Regions from separate parts of the Dromaius novaehollandiae genome. Here region 2 is linked to region 1. A link is a contact called in public Hi-C data. All regions are on one chromosome and are shown on one strand. Each heading gives the region's core, a stretch centred on a gene start, on an enhancer-like site or on the middle of the called end of the contact. The rest is flanking DNA. Distances are from core to core; before and after follow the strand shown. Region 1 holds the start of B3GALNT2 (beta-1,3-N-acetylgalactosaminyltransferase 2). Region 2 holds the start of TARBP1 (TAR (HIV-1) RNA binding protein 1).

Region 1 (7,783 bases), core at 3,090-5,589:
AACCAAAAGACAGCAGATGGTGTACAAGCAGTTTCTAGAAAATGGTGGGGGGGTTAATTTATTGCATAAATATTCACTAGGAAAAGAATGACTCAAAAAAAAAAAAAGGACCAAATTTTAGCTGCCACACCGCCCCAGAAACATAACCGGAATAATGTCTTAAAAGGCATTAGCATCAGCAAAGAACTAGTATATTGCATTTTAATGTGTGAGGCTTTCTGATTAGATACACTAACTGAGGCCCCAAAAGGAGTAATTTTTCCTATTCAAGAAGGCATCCTCATCAGACTCATGCTATCAATCAAAACATACAAATAGCAACAAAGCACTGAATCCAACTAGAGTGCTAAAAGCAGGTCTTTTCTTCTTACTTAAGTTTCTCAAATAATTTTATAATTAGCATTTCTCTAAGATTTTTACAAAAATTAACTAAAGCTTTCTACCTAGGAATCTCCTTTGGATAGCTACTGTTTGTAATCCGTAAAATGTGGACTTCAACTTCATAAATAAAAACATACTCTTACACAAAGCCCTGCTTGGAAGTGTAAATTACAGTCCCATTAACTGAAGAGCAAGAAGAGAGCAGCAAAGAGTCACTAGAGCCAGGACACTAAGGCAAAGGCCAGTGCGCCTTCAGGTCTTGGAACTGATCCTATTTATTTCTTTCAGTTTATGGGTACTGCCTCCCAGAAGCACACTTTACCACCTTCTGTTACATCAAGGTGAAAGTTGTAACAAACATGGGAAAATCAGAATACTGTACAGGGAAAGATGGGTGACTCTGAGGGCCACAATCTGCAGGTTCACAACAGGCTTTTAGCAGAGGGTAGCTGTGAAGAAGGATTTATTAAAGGAAGTACTTCCAATAGGGGCAGAGAAGTAGGAGGACTGAGTGAAGACTTGTCCAGAACATTGCCTATAGGTCAGATGACTTTAGATGTAAACAACAGAAATACACCACTACAATTACAAGAGAAATGGAAAGCTTATTTCACAAGTAGAGATTAGAAATACCTGAATTGTTCAGCTTAGGAAAACAAAGGTTTAAAACAGATACCTTAGCTCTCTATAGTTACATGATAGAAGTGTACTTGAAGGAGAAGAAAGACTCTTAACAGAAAGGACAAAATTGGTCCAAGAATAGAAGGGCATCAACCAGTTGCAAGTAAGTTTAGGCCACAAGTGAGAAAACATTTCTAATCAGGGCAATAAACTTCTGGAGCAGCCTATTCCAAAGACTGCTAGAAATCCAAATAAACAAACAAAAAGCCATCCCAACCCTTCACTAAACAAATATAACCTGCCCAGCCGCCATTTTAAGACAAACACCAAGAGCTGCTTATTAGAAAAAGTAAACAGACTCGATGGCCCAAAAGGTCCATTCTAGTCTTGTGCTCACAATTCAGTCATGACAGGTAGGTACTAAATCATTAAAATAGGCCATCATCTTTTTTATAGATATTTCCATTCTTTTTTGGTGCTACAATTATTGAGAGGGGAATTAAGCTTTTAAAAAAAGAACATATTAGTTGAAGCTTTTAATTTCCCATTGCATTTGCAGTACAAAGTAACATCGAATTAAAAAAAAGTTTATGTTACCTTGATAAAAACAGTTACAAATACTTTTCTTTGCTCTACTCCTGTGTTTTTAAGGACGGGAAACAACTAACTAACCACAGATTGCTAAGAGTAACAGTTAATACAGTGTATAAATGGAGATTTCAGTTATAACTGTAAAACCATCACGAGTTACATCCACAGTACTTTGAGAAGAAAAAGCATTGCAAACCCAGCTTAACAGAGCTCTGTCTTTGGCCTCTGCTGATAGCTAATTTCGCTACTGTTGAGACACTATGTAGGCTAACAAAATATATTTTTAATGTCACACCTATTGTAAAATACTGTCCCATGATCAAATTTAGTTTTTAGTCATGCCAGTGATTCCAGATAGTAGATAATAAAAAAGCAGCAAAAGCACTAAACAGGAGAAAAAACAAAGTTACTCAGTTGAATGAAACAAGACTAGCTTTATCATGTAGTACCAGACCTTCTTGAATAGTTTCAGGTCCAAGAAGCATTTTAATAAATAGAGGTATTTCTTACTCTGTTGTATACTAATTTATTAATGTTCCTAAAACACTTCAAAAAATAAAAAAAAAACAGTACATGAGACATTAGAGATAAAAGAGGTCCCTTAGCTCATCCTTCTTTACGCTGCCAAGGCAGCCATACCTACAGCTTGTATGTTACACAATACTTTCTAAAGGCTAGGAGGCAAACTCTTTAAATTATCATATGAAGATCAACCTATAAGGAGACAGTAGATGTATAATATTGAGCATTTTCCTAAGGATGATAGAAGTCATCTTTTTATAGGAAGCATCAGTCTTTCTCCCCTCAACATCAACACTTACTCAACGGGTTATGACTCCATAACCTCTGCACAAACAGGATGCATTTTTACTTTTTTTTAATCCAGAAAGAGACAGTGTGTTAAAAAAATACATATATTCTTGTCCTAACACTACTGAATGCAATATAATTCCACAATAATAAGCACAAAGTCCAATAACAACTGCTTGTAACACTGAAATCGCAAACAGGAATGTTTCTCCCCTCCATCCCGCAGTGGATTTTCTTCTGGATTTTCTTTAGAAAATGAATGTTAGGAGAAAAAAGGCTCTGTAGAGAAGGTCATCATGAGATTCCACATTGCTACTTCAAATTGCAAATCAATGCACTGAATTAACAAGAACGGCACCATGAAAGATGAAGAACAAAACAACCCAGACAATTTGAACGCATTTCAGGCTAATAATAGTAACTTGTGTTCTCTTATCACTCAAGTGCCACTACCACTCATCTGTTATGCAATTACCAGAATACAGTGACATCTGCACAACTCTGTGGCTTTCAGACTACTCAAATTCACTGACCTTGCTCCTTTCACACCTGCATTATTAATTATCATTGGCAATCAGCAAACAGACTCCAGTTTCCTCACAGTTGCGTATGTTCTGCAGAGGTAACAGGAACTGGTAATAAAGTGTGTTTTTGCTAATGAACAGACTGCTGGGTCTCTAGACAAAGTTCAAAGCAGGTCTCCAGTTAAAAAAAAAAAATTCCTGCTTATTTTTAGACACTCTGTAAAAAGAACATTTCTTAATGTCCTCAAACAGTATCTACAGTTGGTTGGTTTCTCTTCCAATGGATGCCTGTTTTCTACCACTTAAGCTGATTTGGGGCCTAAAAAACACAACTCATTTTATGAGGAGTGCAACATATGTCTTTAGGGATTTTTAATACATAGCAAAGTGCAAAAAGCTATTCATAGGATAGGGTATGATCCCACACAAATAAAAGTCAGCGAAATTTTTTTCCCACCGCACATCTCAGTAGGAGCAAGACTGCACTCCTGGTGCAGAGGCGCTTGTGATGGAGGCAGCTGCTGCCGCCCAAGGAAGTTCCAACGTACTCTCTGCCATCCCTTGGCGGAATTACAGCACCTCCAGTTTAAAAACAGCAGCTCAGCCTTGTTCTCCTGCTCTCTATAATGTTTGTTGTTGTTGTTGTTGTTGTTGTTGTTGTTTTTTCTCCCCGATAAACCCAGACAGGCCCCTCACGCCCTGTCCCTCTGCAGACCACCTCCCACCACCCAGACCCGCACAGCGGCGGCGGCGCCGCCGGCCGGCAAGCGCCCCCCAGAGCCAGGAACGGCCGCAGGGGCCGCCCGCCCCTCCCCCCGCCCAGGGACCGCGCGAGCCGTTTAACGGCCACGGCCCCCCTTCGCCCCGCGCAGCGGCGCGCGCCCGCGGCGCTCCCGCCAACAGCCGCCGCCCGCTTCGCCTCGCCCCTTCCCCACGGCAAAAACACCCCGCGCGCACCGAGACCCGCGAACTGACCGAGGCCGAACAGCCCGATCCGTTTCCGCTTCCCCCCGCCCCGCCGGCCCCACGACCACCATCCCCTCCTCGCCAGGCTCCCGGAGGGAGGAAGCCCGCCCGCCGCCCCCGCAGCCGTGCGCGCCGAGGGTGCCGGTGCCCCGCGCAGCCCCCGCCGCCCGCCTCTTTCCTACCTGCCGGGTGCCTCCCGGGGCCGCCGGGGCAGCTGAGCAGCAGCCAGAGGTGCAGCGCGACCCCGACCGCACAGGGGCACAGCAGCACCAGCCAATTTCGCATTGGCCGCAGCCAGCCCCGTCCCCTCCACGCCGGCCTCCCCCAGCCGCGCCGCGGCTACGGGCCGACTCGGCCGCCCGCAGCTCCTCCCCGCGCCGCTCGGCCGGCCCGGCCCGGGCTCCGCTGCCCCGCGGCCGCCGGGAACTGCAGTCCCGCCCCGGCCCCGGCGGGCGGCGGCAGCGCGGGCGGCGGCGGCGGCCGCCTACAACCCCCACAATGCCGCGGGGCGGCGCGGGCTGCCCCGGGAGGGGGAGCCGGGCCGGGCCGGGCCGGGCCGGGGAGGGGGGCGGAGAGCTGCGGCCCCGGGAGGGGGAGCCGGGCCGGGCCGGGCCGGGGAGGGGGGCGGAGAGCCGCCGCCCCGGCTCCCGGGAGGGCGCGGGCGCCTCGGTGCCCGCCGCGCCCGGCCCCCCCTTTCCTCTCTCCGCGGTGCCGGTAGCTGACCGTGAGGCAGCGACGCACCTAGGAAACGCGTGGCAGGAGTTAGCTGCGTCGGGGTCACTTAGCAGATCAGAAGCTGCCTGTGTGTGTGCTGGCGTCCCGGGGCAGCGTGGCACCGCCGTGTCCATCCGCTGGTGCCTCCTGTAACCTCGGTACCTGCTGCTCAACCGCCTCCAAACCCGCTCCGAGGCGGTGGCCCGCGGGCTCCAAAGGGCCTCTGCCCTGCTCGGCACTGGCAGCCCCAGGCGGCAGGCCCGAGGCCGGGCCAGTGTCGGGGAGCCCGGGGAGCAGGAGAGGCTGGAGCACACAGGGAAAGGATGTGGCTGCGGAGGACACCTGACTTCCCTAGTTCTGCTGCTCCAAGAACAGTTTTTGTTCATGCCCCATGCCAAAAGGTTAATCGGGGATGTCTCTGAGTGCATCTCAAATGGTATAAATACATTACTGTTTCAGTTCTTTCCTTCTCAGTGGAAAAGTTGCTTGTCCTGTTACTTTTCGGACTCCCTTTTAATCAGAAATCTGAAATGCGCACATTTAAATCCATTTCCTGATTAGGTGTCCTCACAATCCCTTATAAGATGCATGGACACGCCAAGCATGTATCAAATCAAATCTTTGACTCCAGAACAGCGACACCTTACATGTCTACAATACTGCTATAAAATGGAAGCGCCAACACTTGTTTTTTCTGTGGTAGCAGCTCCCTCTGCTGCTATTGATATTTTACAACACCCCTGAAAACTAGGCATTGTTTTACCCCTTCCACAGAGAGGGGAACTGAGACACGGAGGCTGCGTCTGGAGCAGTAAACTGAACAGAGCCAGGGCACCAATGCAAGCACAGCCGTCCATAGTGTTTAACTGCTGGTACGCCACCGATATCCCTGACGCAGTTTTGGCCCTGGCCTACCAGCACTTACACACACCATCCCAAGGGATAGCATGGGCTGGGGACTGTCCCCAGGAGGCCATACAACCACCCTGTTCTGGGGGGGGTAGAGTTCAGGTGTAGAGATGCAAGCTATGCCGTACCATCCCAAGGGCCAGAGAAGAGGCTCTGCTGCTATTTAGCTGAGTAAATGATCAGAGATGTCAAGTGATTCGTCAGTGGTCACTCACAACTCTGTGAAACAGCCAGAAGGTGAATATGGATGTTTCATTCTCAGCTCCGTGCCTCTGCTTAGTGCCATGGAAAGCAGGAAGGGCTTTGAACTGTATGGAAGGCGTCCTTGAAGACCACATCTCAAAACAGATGTAGCCCTGATAGAGAAACTCTATCCTGGCTGCCATAATGGGCTAAAGCAGAGACAGAGTGCTAAAGGATGGCCATTTTAGTCAGAGTATGTTGTACTCTGGTCATCCCCTGGTAGCAGGTGGTCCTCCCAACCTGTTACCATTGATTGTAAGGCCAAGTAGCCTTGAGGTCCTGCAGACTGGTCACACCTCAGAATAGAACTTCTTTTGATTATAATGGATTATATTATATATTATTATTATTAGAGATTATATTATATTTTATATTTTATTATTTTGATTATAGACATACATAAGAGACAACCTAAGAGACAGAGCAGTAGCTTTTTTTCTCTGACTTTCATTCTTGTGCTCATAGTAGCTCCGAAGGACTAGGGAAAAAAAACCTTCCCTAGTTAATCTTTATTTGTGCGACATTACAATTATCTGCAGACTGACCCTCTTAAAAAGTCATTGTGTAATAAAAAAATAACTTCCCAGAACAATCCTTTATTAATCCAATAAAACTAAGAGTGCTTCACTTTGGCAAAGAACTACAACAATATTATAGCACTCAGAAACATAAGAAGTGTTTCTGAGCACAATATGTTATTCCAAAAAGTGGAATATGTTATTTGACTAAAATTACAGGAGGACTTTAGAAAATCAAAGTGTCATGACTGCAGCATGGCCAAGAAATGACAGTAACATTCTTGCTCTTGAGAAAGTATGTTATGAGATGTGAATAATCCAAGCTCAATTTTGCATCTGGCCTACAGCCACCACTTTCAGTAGCTGGGAGGCTCTAGACTGACCAGGCGGGCAGGGGACCATCCACAAAACTGCTCACTGCAGTGCAGTGCTATGAGTTTAAATGAGGTTAGATAAGATTAGCGTAAGATTGTAGGCGCTTTGAGAAGTTACTTGTCTCTGATCTTTTTGAACACAGATAGCAGAGAAATATTTCCTTGGCCTTCTGTGCGGTGAATCTGTCTGAAAAAGTGATGTGCATAAATAATCAGGTGCTTTTGAGGAGTTAATGTATAATCTAGAAGTTAATATGAGGTGTAAATGATGGCTTGCTGATGCTTTTCTATCAGAAACACCTAATTTAGTAATAGAACTGGATACATATAAAGTATAATTGAATGAAAGGATTGAGTTTTTAGGAAAAGAATAAATTGGGTTTTGAAAATCCTCAAGCTGTGAAAAGTGATTGGAAAATGTTTGAAGTCCTTTTGCACAGTTTAGTTAAGATTATTTTTTTGTCAGTTGGGGTGAGATATTCCAAGGAAAACAAATGATTTTAACCTTTATATATTAGGTTTAAACAACAAAAGGAAAATGTGTTGGAAATATATCAACTTTATTTTGTTTGCATACACACATATTTAATACACAAGTGAGTGTATACTTGGTAGCAAGTAATAGTACTAGGGGAAAAAATGAGACAAAAATGTTAGTGTTATTAATCACCACTTCCATTTGACTTGCCTTTTTGGAGATTCAGCTGCAGAAATGAAAACTGGTCCAACTGTTAAAATTACTCTGTATTTTCCTATATTCCTTATAGTTAACAGGTTCTCTCCCTAAGCTTTATTCCAGTCCAGGTGAACTGGTGGGGATCTTACTAATAAACATGTCCAGGATAGATATATTACTGCAGATAAAACAGAGGACCCAGTTCCTTAATACCTTGCTGTCTGTCCAATCATGCACTCACCATGCTCAAGGATAAAGGACTATATAACATACAAAACAGGAGAAAATTGTTCCTAGTTTTATTCATTATACTCTAGAAACAGGGCATCCTGGACAGAAGGATGATATATATGCATTTTTATTGGTCATGCAGGAAATGATTAAAAACAGAGTTCAGTCACAAAGGATGATTTTTCTACTTTATTTGCTGTAAAACTTTCTTCAAGATTTTTAAAG
Region 2 (7,783 bases), core at 1,407-3,906, 510 kb before region 1:
CTTACCTTTTTTCCCTGATATAGCATGCTCATACAAGCTGTTTAACTTTGGTAATACTGGCTTTATGACATGGATCTGCAATACAAATCAGATATTACATAAGTGGTTTACATCTCAAACCTAAAATCCAGCATTTAGTCACAGGCTAGAATTTACTATGAAGAGCTTTAATATATTAACCGGTTATGTAACTGCATTTAAATAAATAAGTATACTCTAATCAATGCCTGTGCAACTGATCCTAGGATATGGTAAGTAACACTTGTGTGTTAAGATCTTAGTTTAGCACTGAAGAAAAAAACCACACTTTTATGCTACTGTGTCATGGGAACACAACTTCCTAACAACTAATGATTTTATTCATAGAAAATGCAACACGAGGCTTTCAAATAAAAGAGCACAAAACTCTAAAATTAAACATTTTGGTAAATGCTATTTCTCTTAGTTACAGGACAATTACACACAAATAAAATAAAATAAATTGAAAATGGAAGTCACAACTGATAATTATTACCATAATACTATGCAGTTATACAGGCCTGAAGTCAACAGGAAATTTTCTGCCAAGAACACAGGACTAAGTCAAGCAACGCTAAGTCAAGCAATGTCATTTTCACCCAAGACCCCACAATGCTTTACTTTAAGGATGTAGTGCCCTCTACCGAAAAGAAGTTACTGAGTGCAACAGCCTGATTTTCCCCAACGACCCTAAGATGTAAGGTACCCATGGTCTTACAACAAGCTGCAATCCAGGTTTTCCTTTCTTAACTCAACCTACTGCTTTAAAGAGAATTGTTTAAGATAGATGAGAGTTCTAAATTTATTCCAGATTTTTCAAATTTATTCCACATTCCATGTTCACAACTTAATTTAAAATCAAAAAATAGGCTTCTTAATGTATATTTAAACACCCTCAATTGTTACAAATAGATAGATTTTATCTAAATAAATATTTATAATGTATGTACCAAAAATAACAAATCACATAAACTGTAAGCAGAGGTTTTAAGGTGCCCTTACCTGGTTTCCTTCCAAAGTTTCCATTATCAAAATGTAAGTTTCCCAAAATTGTAGAAGTTTTTCATTCTTCTCAACAGACCACCAAAACAGACTTGAATCTAATTAAAAAATTTTAAAAAGGAAAAGAAAAAGGTTATTTAAACAGCGCTACAGGAATTGTATTTAAGCAAAAGATTAAATGCAAAGATGGACTGTCTAAGATGGAGAGTGAGCCTTGTTTTTTCCCCTGCCTCATTGCCAAGGAAATAAAAAACTTGGCCTTAGCAAGTCCATCATAAAAAACTCTACATGGAAATGTATGGCCACAAAACTTTCCTTTCATAATTTCCATGTAGCACTTAGTTGCCCTTGCCTTTTCCGAGTCAACCCATTTGATTAAAAAGCAAAACACGACAATACTCCTCAGGATTTACGGCATTCCCTGCTCAGCTCCCCTCTTACCCACTGCCTCAAAACAGGGGGGCTGAAACCCGCCAGGTGCAAACTCCGTGCTCAGCACTGGCAAGAACCAACACCAACTTTTATTACTTTAAGCATCGGAGTAGGATGGCATCTCTCACTGTTCTGTGCCTTAAAACGACGACTCAGGCATCAAAACAGTGAAACTAAACTCTCCCCAAAGATTAATAAAACCTCAGAAGACTCATGCAAAACAATATCTTCATTTTACAGAAGAGTACAAGACGCCATCTCTAACCGCTTCACCCCACCACCCAGGTTCAAGCCACAGCCAGCCGCAGAGGCGCGCGCAGGCCCTCCCTGCCGGCCGCCCGCCCCCAGCCCCCCCGTACCGTCTCCGCCGTCCGGGGGGCAGCGCAGCTCGGTGCGCTGGCTGGCCGCCGCGTCCACGGCACGCTGCAGCAGGTAGCGGCCCCTCTTGCGGCACAGCCCGTCGCGCTCCGTCAGCCCCTCCTGCACCACTCGCCAGAAGCGCGGGCAGAGCCGCGCGTCCAGCGCCGCCGCCCCGAAGAGCGCCTCGCCCAGGCCGCTCAGCGCCAGCAGCGCCCGCGCCGCCCGCGGGGGGCCGCCGCAACCGCCACCGCCCACCAGCCCCTCCCACACCCGCCGCAGCGCCGCGCCGTTGCCGCCCAGCGCCGGCAGCAGCCGCGCCGCCACCAGCGCCGCCGCCTCGCCCTCGCCCTCCTCCCGCAACAGCGCCAGCGCCGCCGCCACGCACTGCTCCACCAGCGCCGGCTCCTCCAGCCGCGGCGCCGCCGCCACCAGCGCCTCCACCGCCGCCTCGGCGCCCGGCCCGCCACCCACCGCCAGCTCGGCCAGAGCGTCGCGGGCCAGGCGCGCCGCCAGCGGCGCCCCGCAGAGCTGCACGCAGTGCCGCAGCGCCCCCCGCGCCGCCCGCGCCAGCCGCAGCCGCTCCGCGCCGCCCGCCGCCTCCCCGCCGCGCAGCAGCGGCCGGCACCGCTCCAGCGCCACCTCCCAGGCGGCCCGCCGCAGCGCCTCCGCCTCGCCCGCGCCCGGCGGGCCGCCCGCCGCCAGGCGCTGCAGGAGGAGGCGCAGCGCCTCGGCGCGCTCCGCCGAGAGCGGCGCGCACATGGCGCGCAACAGAGCGCAGGGGTCCCCGCACCGCGCGAGCAGCGCGTCGGCCAGCACCACCTCCATCCTGCCGGCCGCCGGCGCGGGGGGGGGGCGTCTGCGCAGGCGCGGAGGGGGCGGGACGCAGGCGCCGCCCTGGCTCGCCATGCCTGCGCGGCCAGCGGGTGGCGCGCGCCGGTGGCGGCCTTTGGGATTTGGCTCCCGCCTGGCGCCCGCGCTCCCGGCGGGCTTTGCGCCGCTGAGGGGTCGCGGTGAGGGGAGTCGGGCGGCGGGCGTCGCCACTCCCGGCCCGGTCAGGCAAAAGGGAGGGTGCGCAGCGAGCTGAGGGGCAGGCAGTTCCCACGGGCTGGTTATGGGGAAAAGCTGCATGAGTTTTGTGGCCATCACGCAAGCTTCGGAAGGGCCATGAGCTCTGGCTTCTGGGGTCATGGGATTATGTGATGTTACAAATTTATACCACGTACACTTGCACAGATATAGATACAAATATAGATATAGATACAGATATATAAACATGCACATAGGAAAGCTTCCAGTCATCTTGGTTGCTAAGCAAAGGTTGACGCTATGTGCCCTCAGACACTGAGCACAGGAGGGCCTGATAGAAGCACCCCGGATGTGTAGTTATCAGTATTGTGTTTGAGGGGGCGGAAGTTCCTACATGTGTGACCGCAGAAATCCTGTTTACATTTGGTGCACAGTACAACACAAGATCAAGCAGCAGCTGATACACAAAGTGATCTGTTCTGTCATGCTTGTTTTTGTCATTTATGCCAATATAAATAGGCATTTTCTAGCTGGTCAGAATTGTCTGCACTGTCATTGCAGAATACCAAAGATCTTCCTGCACACCCTGCGTCTGCCTCAAACAGCAGTGGGACGCATTTCTGGGCACTGGATCTGTGCTAGTCCCCGCATTCCCCTGCATGCAGACAGGTTGTGTCCGAGCCAGAGAACACTCCAAGGCAGTTTAATTTACTAGTTATAGCCACTAGTATAGCCAAAAGGTAACTAAGCGGAACAAGCTGGTTTCCAGTAAGCGTCACTGATTCACCATACAGGTTGTACAACTCCCATGAAAACATTTTAGGGATCACATATCAGAAGTGGTTGCAAGCCACTCTCCTAGAAAACACCGCCATAGAAAATGTCAAACTTGGTCCTGTCAAAGCAGTGGACCAGAAATTACCTGAGCAGTAGCACATGGTTTCCAATGGATATGGGAGTTACTTTGGCTAAACAGTATCTTCTTAGGTGTCTAATGAAAAAGAAATACTTACTGAAAGTTTTCAGGTAGAGTTACCACTTGATCTTTCCCTCCAAAGCACATGAATATATTCTCCCTCTCTTTCCTGGCTACCTACTTCCTCAAAACTTTTAGAAATTTGTTACAATGTAAATGTTTTTTCCCTGTGACCACACAATCGGACAATTCCAATGGATCATCATTCCAGCAGTTGATCATATTGGAAAAGGACTGTAGACAAAACTGCAGTATAAACTACAGACAATCAGTTATAAGTCCTGGAAATACCCACGTACAATTTTGGAAACATATCATACAGTTGCCATAAAGACACTGTTGAGCTGAGCCACAACATTAGATTATTAGACACCAGGACAAAATTATGTGTTTAAAAAGTTTAGTCTTGATGGCGTGAATCACACAAAATATCTTTCTTCTCATGAAAACTCTTACAGTCCCATACTGCCACCTGCACATTTACAGATAATTTGGCACAATTCATAAAAAGGAGGGCTTAGCTGACTCTGCAGCACAATTCTTTCCCCACTGGAGTCCATGGGATCGTGCCTGTGTAGTGTAAGGTCTCGAGGGGGACTCAGTACATAACAATACCCTTTTCTCTCCTCTCCTGCTGAGTGCAGGAGAAGTCCAGGGGAGATTTCTGAAAAGCAGTCATACAGAAGATTTCCCAGCACATCCCTATCCCATCATAAAATGGGCCCACAGTGAAATGCACAGGTGTGCTCCTTACAATAAATCTTACCTGGTAATTAAATATACTCATACCCTCTTCTAGATTTCCCCAGTTTTGTCATGCAACAAACTGCAGTCCGTGTGGCCCTTACATGAATCTTATTGCAGGACAGCACTTGCAATGAGGAGCATACAAAGGAAAAAGGGACTGGGTGCTATGGCAAAGGTTTGTATCAGGATCCCAGGTGCAGACATACGGGTATATTCTAAGTCTAGGTGAAGCTGGACAAGATCAGCAGAAGTGGAAGGACTAGAAAGGTGCTGTAGAGAGAAACTTCTGCCTATCTGTCAGGAGCAAGGAAAAGAGAGTTACAAAAGATGAGAAAGGGAAAGAAGGCTGCCTTATTTTTGTCAGTTTGCTGTAGTTAAAGCCCATGAACCCTTTTGCTAAGAGGGCTAGGAGCAGAAGTCTTCAAACTGAAAAAGGGAGTAATTAATGTATAGCCAAGAAAGCCGGTCACAACATTTCTACGTGGTGGTTGTGCTGTTATCTCCTGATCCCCTCACACTCAGTTTCATTCCCCCACCTCTACACTGCTCTAAACCCTTAGCTTTCCCATTTTAAAACACGATTCAGCCTGTTTCTCCAGCTACTGCCCTGTCTTCCTCCTCCCTCTCATTTCTGAACATACTACGCATTTACAACTAGTCTGGAATTCATCTACTCCAGTTCCATTTCAGACCCTCACTGATCAGCTTCTTGCAGTCAACAAGAACTGCTCTTACCAAAGTTTATGCTTAAGGGAAATCAAGTATTCCACCCTCAACCAGTTTCAGCATCATCTTCTTCCAGTCATTCCTTGCTTTGTAACTCCATCCACTTGCCACTCAAATGTTCTTTACCTCATATGTTCAAAATCTTCTTCCACTCCTGCCTTCTGTGAACGGGTCCCCAGGACTCCACTGTTGATTTCCCTGTTGCTTTCTCAGCTTTCCTTTCCCATCTCCACCTCTGAGTATTCTCAACTAAAATCGCATAGTCCACTTCTCTAGGCGGACTATGACCAGATCTGTCTTTCTTCTTGCAACTCTCGCATACCTATCAAAACTAAAACTTTAGTTCATCTCTTTGACTTCTTTTGAGGAGGTCACAAGATGAAACCATCAGCTTAAACTCTAAGAGGCTACAGCAGAAGTCCTTATTTTCCAGCCAAATTACTCTTTACCCCTTTTTCAATCACCAAGGACTCATCAGTCCCATTACCTGAAAGTTAATTTCAACACTGACTTCATCTGGGATTCTTATATTTCAGTCTAATAGTATGCCTACTATTATTGCACACATGTACCTGTTGAGTAGCTAGCTCTCATGTTTCTGTCACCAAACTCCATTGTGAAATACAGACAAACCCTAAATCTTGCAAATTATATTTGCAGAATTTCCCCCAAATAGGCCCATTCCTATCTACCCACATACTTAATGTTATTGTCTGGGCTGTCACCCTACCACATCAATATCCTCTTCCATGGCTTTAACAAAAGCAATCTTAGCCTGATTAGATCTTGCTGTTGCAATGGTCTGTTTCTTAGCCTGCTATTTTGACCTTGCCACCTCTCCCTTTATGTCCCTCTGCTGGCTCTCTCTTCTATGCTGTATCAAACATATGCTGCTTCTTTTCACTTTCCCTTTCCAGACGCATTACAGTCTATCCTCCCCCATTCTCTTATCTAATACCAAGATACTGACTTCTATAGCCCTGCTGCCATTCTTATTAGACTTTCAGGTAAGCACCTTCATGCTTCTTGCTTTTCCTCATGCTAACTCCCGCCTCATTTTCCTCTTTCATCTGCTAAACGTTCCTTTGTTGTGACACGAACACGAATTTTGACAATGGGTAGGCAGCTGATGGTCTGTGACTACTGCCTTCTATGTGGAAAGATAAGCTGATCCCCTATCTATGTATATCTTGTCATCTATTTGGACTATATATTTCCTAAAGCAGAAAGCATTGGCTGTTGTCCAACAGCAGTAGTGCCTGGTGGCACTACTGTAAGTAGCAGGTAAGAAAAATAGTAATTGCAATAAAGAAAGAAAGAAAGAAAATCAGAAACTGGCAATGTGCTGAGTCACAGGGAAGAAAATAAAAAGTAGCCTAAGTCTTGCAGCTGAGCTTTTTACAGGAAGAGAGTAAAAGGAAAATGAAAAGGTGGCTCACAGAGATAGATGCTACAAGAGCTAAAATTTTTGCAGCGTTTCGTACACCTACACTTCCCCACATACATGCAGACTTGTAAGAGCTTGAAGAGCTAGATCCGATCCAGCTCTACATCGAATGTACATCTACATCGAAACTTTTCAACCAGACCCACATCTAGAGGACTCCTTAGGAAAACATCAGAGTGAAGCCTTCATGATCTCTGCAGAACAGAAGATGGTGCTGTTGTCATTGACATTTGCCTTCCAATTTTTTTCTGGTGAAAAGAAAGCCAAATGGTAGTGGAGAAAAGAAAGGAAAGGAGAGGTACAGGAAGAAAGGTAACTGCATTTACCTTATATTTAATGTGAGAAATTAAGAAACTCAGAGAGTTTCAGAAAATAAGATGGACTGTCTGATAGCCCTGATCTGCAGTTTTCAAGAGGTATTAGCACAGAGGGAGGTGTAAAAGCAATTAGGAGAAGCAGAGAGGCAGCACAGACCTTATTTTTGTATGCTGTCTTACCTTTTTCCCTCAAGATACTCTCAACTAGGTTTAGGAAGATGCCAAATACTGTCAGTTCCCCATTAACTTCATAAGGAGCTATTATTAATCATTAATACCTGCAAAGATCAGGCCCAGTGTGTCTCAAGCCAGTCATTTGAAAACAGAGACATCAAAAAATCCCATGGAACTGTCCTAAAAATTGCTTAAAATAATTGGAGAGAGGGAAGGGAGAAGACCAGAATCAGGCAGCTAATGAGCAGCAGTGACTGCACAACTCTTACATTCAACCATGGTCTGTTCACTCTTTCAGCCCATTATTAGGGCCATGCTGCATGGCTTCCTTTTTTTGCTCTAGCAAGAAATGATGCATGAAGGAAGAGCAGTCAGGAGATAGCTGATAAAACAGATAGTGCAAAATAAGAAGTGCAGAGGAAAGAAACAGTGAGATCATACTGTTAATATTGGACTGTGATGTTACCCACATCCAGGCAAGGGATTCAAGCCTGAAATTCTTTGGCAGAGTAGTACAGCTACACTCATCAGAAACACCCTGATATTCATGCACCTTTG

Evidence for each region. Hi-C and Micro-C count contacts between places; a contact is called where the count stands out from the background.
Region 2: a contact with region 1 is called in a Hi-C map of liver, with 9 times the contacts expected there. The contact joins the promoter of TARBP1 here to the promoter of B3GALNT2 in region 1. A contact is called at or near these places in 2 of 4 Hi-C or Micro-C datasets (brain and liver).

Annotation. Positions count from the first base shown.
Region 1 is chr3:79,192,567-79,200,349 of bDroNov1.hap1, reverse strand. It overlaps B3GALNT2 (beta-1,3-N-acetylgalactosaminyltransferase 2), which reads right to left and starts at 4,339. Exons shown (of 11, transcript XM_026109892.2): 1 at 4,076-4,339. The coding sequence starts at 4,178.
Region 2 is chr3:79,697,370-79,705,152 of bDroNov1.hap1, reverse strand. It overlaps TARBP1 (TAR (HIV-1) RNA binding protein 1), which reads right to left and starts at 2,656. Exons shown (of 30, transcript XM_064509242.1): 1 at 1,812-2,656; 2 at 1,021-1,118; 3 at 6-75. The coding sequence starts at 2,637.